2 separate regions of the Sus scrofa genome follow, and region 1 is linked to region 2. Evidence: chromatin contacts called from public HiChIP or PLAC-seq data. All regions are on one chromosome and are shown on one strand. Each heading gives the region's core, a stretch centred on a gene start, on an enhancer-like site or on the middle of the called end of the contact. The rest is flanking DNA. Distances are from core to core; before and after follow the strand shown. Region 1 holds the start of PPIF (peptidyl-prolyl cis-trans isomerase F, mitochondrial). Region 2 overlaps ZMIZ1 (zinc finger MIZ domain-containing protein 1).

Region 1 (2,809 bases), core at 48-2,547, 50 kb before region 2:
GAGGCAGACCTAGCAGAGCTACTTCAGCTGGGCCCAAAGCATCAGAGACTCAGGGCCTGGAGAGAGGGCCCCCCAAGCTCCTCAATGGGCAGATGGGAAACTGAGGCTCAGAGAGAGGCAGGAGGCTGGTGGAAAGGGGGGAGGCCGGAGCCCCATTCAAGCCAGCCTCTTGCTTCCCAGCTTCAAGAGCTGCCCTGGTGCCAAACCTTTAAAATAAATGGGTGCTTTCCATTTTCCGGAAGAAGAAACAGAGGCTTGAGGCGCCTGTGTTCAAAAGCAGGCCAGGCTCAAGAACTACACAGGAGCGTTCCCTCTGTTACCTTCCAGACTACATATTTGTTCCCTGCTTTAAAAAAAAAAAAAAAAAAGGCCCAAAGAGTCAGGGGCAGGCACTAAGCGTTACCCTGGGAAGGTGACAGGTTGGCGTTGGGGCAAAGAGTTCTGAACACAGGGTCCCGACTCCTGGGGCCGCGGCCGGCCCAGCCAGCACCCACCAGGAGAGGAGGCGGCCCCAAAGCACCTTTGCTCAACCATGCGCCCCATGGCAGGAGCAGGGCCGGGGACGCTCCATCTTATGCAAGGGCCGCCACGTGAGCGCACAGCGGGTCAGCCGCCTGGATCCTGGAGAGCCTGCCCCCTCCACCCCGACACCCACCTCAGAGCTCTGGGCCTGCGCTCCCACCCCGTGAGATCTCGGAGCCCTTCCCCAAACTCGGAGCCGGCCTGCCGGGACAGGCCCTCCTGCCTACATTCTGACCTTGAGCTTTCTCCTCCACGGGCGCCCTCCCCCACCTTCCCCCCGCCCCACTTCCATTGGTCTAAAGATCCGAGGGGAGGCCCGGAGAGACCAATCTGATGCCTCTTCTTAGAGATGGGGAAACTGAGGCCCAGAGCAGGAAGCAAGGTCACACAGCGAGCCAGACACAGCGCCGGCCCGGAGTCCAGGGCTCTTCCGGGACCGTCCCTCACTCTCAGTCCAGCGCGGTCCTGTCCAGTGGTCTCACCTCCAGAACCACGCGGCCCAGCGGCTGCCCGTCCGCGCCCACGTCCAGGTACACAAGCGGGTTCCTGGCGGAAGAGGACGGGTCACCGGAGTCGCCGCCGCTGCTGCAGGCGCGGGTTGCGGAGAGGCGCAGCGGCGCGGAGCGCGGGCCGGAGAGCAGACGGAGCAAGCGGGGACTGCTGCGCAGCGCCAGCATGGTGAGCGCGGGTCGGAGTGCAAGAGCTCCAGGACAAGCGGAGACTACAGCAAAGAGAACCACGCACGCCCAGAGCGGCCGAGTCAGCTGGGACCGCGCGCCGCCGCCTTTATTGGCTCAGGCGGCCTCTGGGCCCCGCCTCCGCCACGCCCCCTTCAGCCTGTCCGCTCTTGTCCTCTGCCGGCCCCAGCGGGAAGCACAGCGGCTAGCCTAAAATCCTTTAAATACACCCACACCAGGGCTAGAGACCTGAGAGTTAGACACGACCTTGCAAAAGGAGGCCGGTGACATTTTGTGAGGGTCCCAATAGATAGGAAAAAAAAAAAAAAAAAGCGGGCGGGGGGGATCCTAAAAAGTGGCTAACTCCAAAATGCGAGTACTGTGTTTTCATTTGAATATAACAAAAGTCTACATTTGAGCCTTTTGTATAGGCAGCCCCTCCTGCCATAGGCCCCGCGAACAGGTACAGACCAAGAGAAAAGGTGGCACTGAGTGTCAATCAAAGAAAGTTGGAGATGAGATGCGGGATTAGAGTGAGAAGTGGCAGGAGGAGATCAAGACACCTCCCATGGTGACCTCAGGCATTCCTGTCCTAGCCCGGGCTTGTCTCCAAATGCTTCTAGAAACCAGTCCCCCCTCTAGACTCAGCCTGAGCCTGTCATGCTCCCACCAGGCCCCCAGTCCTCCACCAGGACTGGGTCTGAATCTCCCCCTCCCCAACCCCACAGACTGACAGCCCTAGTTCCCAGCAACCAGGGTTCCCCTTCTACCCCCACTCACTGAGAAACTGCTCCTGCAGGTAACATAGCACAGGGGCCAATCCATAAGAGGTGCAAGGAAGAGAGGAAAGGTAAGACGGGAAGAGGAGGGGAACTGGGTGTGAGCTACCACTGTGCAGATTTACCCCACAAGCTGAGGTGGGCTTCACTGGAGCCTGGGGGGCATGGGAAGCCTACAGGAAATGAGTGACAGGCAGGGGTCCTGAGAGAGCATCTGAGCCAACACCTACACTTTCCAGATGAACAACTGAGGCCCAGAGACAGGAAGGTGCTGCCCAGAAGTAGGGGAACCATGAAGTCCCCACTGCCAGCCTGTACCGGTCCTCCCAGACTCCTCTCTCTGGGCCTCAGTTTCTCCTCTGCAGAATAGGTGTGATGTTAATTCCTACCCCACTTGTTTTCCAGGTCTGTTCCAAGGATAAAAAGAACAAGACAGAGAGAACTTGGTCAACTGCTAAGTACTGTGCTGTAAGCATCAGTGATAGTCAGAGTCTATACTTTGCCCAGGGTTTGGGGCTCAGATAGCAGTGGGCCACAGCTGCAGTGGCTCAGAGTTTTGAAGAGCTAGAAAAGAGGGTAGGGGCTGAGCCTTGGAGTCAGGTGGGCTTGAGCTGGGACCAGTTCTAGACTGACCTGCTCCAGACCCTGAATCAGTTCTTGGGATGGGGTCTGGCAGCAAAATGTTGACCCAAGCAACATGATGTCCCAGCTGTACCCTGGAGTCCAGATGCTTCCCAGGTCCCAGCCCAGAATGGGATCTCACCCTGTCCTGGGAAATGGCTTCTCATTTTTTTCATGATCTTCCCTGAAGTAGAACAGGCCTGAGTAGGA
Region 2 (2,856 bases), core at 121-2,620:
TCTCTCACTCTTGGGTGTGAGATGTCCTCGTGTGGGTTTGAGGAACGTGGACCCAAAGTCACCCAGTTATTGTCTGCACTAAGACAGGAGAGAATGCTAACAGCGGCTATTATCTAAGTGCCTGCCTATCCCCACCCCAGGCCAGGCACTTCAAGTACACCCCCTCATTCAAGACTCCCAAGCAGCCCCAGCAGGTGGGTTGAACTGTCATTGCCTTTTAGGAAAGAAAAAGCAGAGACTCAAAGAAGCGACATGACTTTCCAGCCAGGAAATGGCAGAGCTGACCTTAACTCAGGAGCACCTCAGGACCCTACCTCCTAAGGCTCTCTGCCTTTTGGTCCAGTTTCCCTGAAGGTCAACCCATGCCCTTTTCAAGGTACTGCCCACAGCACCTGTGTCTTTAAGCCCCAGCTCCTCCCCACCTCCCACCTGCCCACCACCCGCCTGCTGTCACACTCACCTCTCCCGGGTATGGCCTCTTTATGCTCTGAATGGGAAGGGACTGGGGCCGGGGGCCCGGGTAGGTCTGCTGGGGCATCCGCTGCCCGTGTGTGCCAAAGGGGCTGATGCCGGGTGGCCGGGGTTGATTCATGCCCATGGGAGGGCCGCTCATCCCCGAGGGTGTCATGCCAGCCGCCATGCTTGCGGGGTTCATGCTGCCCCCCATGGAGGCAGGCCCCCGAGGCCCGGGCTGGTTCATGAATTGGCTGTTATACGCCTGGGTGGGACCCATCTGGAAAGAGGAACAGACCTTCAACGGGAGAAGAAAAAAAAAAGAATAAAATGCCACATGCATTGAAAGTGCAGGGAGGGAAGGGTGGGGGGAGTGGGGGGTTTGGGGTGAGGGGGAGCCTCTTTCCTGCACGGTTGCAGCTGGTGACCAGGCCCCAAAGGACCACTGGCCTTCTGGGCTCACTGCTGCCCTCTGCAGGCCACACAGGAAAGACGCAGCTGAGGGGTGTTTGGGGTGGGGCGCAGTCACTCCAATGCACAGGCAGCATTTCCAGGGAGGCAGGCAGGGTATGGGAAAGAGGGTGCAGGGGTGGGGAAGGGCATGGGAGAATGGAGGTGGATGAGGATGGAGGCACGAGCCTCTTTCCTGGAAGCCTGGCCCCGTCTTTGTTCCTCGGCCATCAGGCACACATCCTCCATCCACAAAGTGTGAGGCGGCCTCAGGTCCCACCTCTGCCCACCTGCCTCACTGTCCCCATCCTGCAATCCCCACCTCCATGCCCATCTTGCACTTCTGTGGGGGCTCCCCTCTCCTCACACCACTTCCCATCCTTTTGAAGGTCAGGAGAGCAGAACTGGGACCTGGGCCGATTCCACAGATGGGATGACTGGAGAACAATGGACTTCAGAGGCCACCAGGGGGCACAGACTGGTGACAAGGCTACTTTAGACACAGCCCGCTCTTTGGTGAGTAGGCGCTCAGACTGCAATATGGATCGTCTTTCCCCATAAAGAGACACACACAAGCCACCAGTCCACACAGAATACACGCTCCCAAACACCCCCAGCCCCACACTCAACTGCACTGACATGCCCACACCCTAACACACACCTCTCCATGTGCTTCTGAGAAAACCCAAATGCACCATCAGCTCTTCCCAGCACACACAGACACCAACACCCCAACTCCGATTCCCGGGGCTGTCTGCCTGGCTGAGTGGACCAGGACTAGTGCGGCCCTTACCGGTCCATACTGGTTTATATCCTTGTTCTGTGTTTCCTGCAAGGCTGCCACAGTGGCCGTAGCTGTGGCCGTGGCTGTGGCTGCTGCCGCTGCCACTGCAGCTGCTGCTGCGGCAGCTGCTGGCTGAGTGAAGTCAGCAGGCGGCCTGGTGTGCGGAGGGATGCCCATGCCTGCAGGGGCACTAGGGCCCCCAGGGTAACTGCGAGGGAGAGAAGAAGGAAATTAGATGTTGCCAGAATCTAGAGATGAACTCATGGAGTTCCTGCTGTGGCACGATGGGATTGGTATTGTTTCTGCAGCACCAGGACGCAGGTTCGATCCCCAGCCAAGCACATGGGTTCAAGGATCTGATGTTGCGGCAGCTGTGGCATAGATCACAATCGTGGCTTGGATCTGATCCCTGGCCCAGGAATTCCATATGCCACAGGGTAGTCAAAAAAGAAAAAAATAATAAACAAAATAAAGATGAACCCATGACCAGGCTTGGGCAGGGAAGGAGAGGTCAGGCCATTCCAGACCCTCCTGCCCACAGCTCACAGAGTGGGGAGGTCTAGACTCAGAACCCAGAGGGGACAGGGGCCTCCTATGAGTGGGTGTCCTTCATGCCACTTGGCAACCACCAGCTTGCTGGGTTCCTGGAGCTTCAGCTGGGTGCCAGATGGTGATTGCTCTTATGCACTAGCTCACGGTATCCTCGGCCACCCCAGTCAGTCTGTCTTCTAGAGGAGACACCTAGTCTCAGAGAAGCCAAGCAACTGACCCAAGGCCTGCAGCAGTGGATGGCAGGGTGGGGTTGCAGTTATGTTTCACCACTCAACTCCATTGTGCTGACGCCTGGCAGGGCTAAAGTCAGCCCTGGGAGCTGGGGAGGGGTGAGGCTAAGAGGAAGCCTTGGACAGAGCAGGACAGATGGCAGGAGGAGGCATGGGGCGCTTCTGCCCCACTCCATGTCCCTGGAGTGCTTTCCTGAGGTTCCTTGCCCTCTCCCTCCCTGACTCTTGAATCAAGGGATTCCCATTCCCCTCAGAGTTCTGCCTCCACAAGCAGCAGGACAGAGCTGACCCTCCTGAACCCCGTCTGGAGCTGCTCTCCTAGCATCTTTCAGCTTATAAAGATACGATGCAGAGAAGGGTCATTTCGAAGAATTCGAATGTAGTCCT

What was found. HiChIP or PLAC-seq counts read pairs in DNA pulled down with a chosen protein or histone mark.
Region 1: a contact with region 2 is called in an H3K27ac HiChIP or PLAC-seq map of alveolar macrophages. The contact joins the promoter of PPIF here to the enhancer-like site in region 2. A contact is called at or near these places in 1 of 5 promoter capture datasets (liver), 6 of 47 Hi-C or Micro-C datasets (blood, embryonic fibroblasts, epiblast stem cells and 3 more) and 1 of 2 datasets of contacts at active chromatin or transcription factors (alveolar macrophages).

The regions. Positions count from the first base shown.
Region 1 is chr14:81,673,159-81,675,967 of Sscrofa11.1, reverse strand. PPIF (peptidyl-prolyl cis-trans isomerase F, mitochondrial) reads right to left here and starts at 1,297. Exons shown (of 6, transcript XM_021073635.1): 1 at 1,005-1,297. The coding sequence starts at 1,199.
Region 2 is chr14:81,623,080-81,625,935 of Sscrofa11.1, reverse strand. It overlaps ZMIZ1 (zinc finger MIZ domain-containing protein 1), which reads right to left. Exons shown (of 26, transcript XM_013983374.2): 11 at 1,697-1,895; 12 at 461-733. Among named protein-coding and RNA genes, the nearest start is that of TRNAK-UUU, 23 kb to the right of the region's middle. Within about 2 kb of position 1,370, at least 5 of the 83 cell types and tissues checked have an H3K27ac peak or open chromatin away from gene starts, as enhancers often do. A contact at or near this core is called in alveolar macrophages, where this site is marked.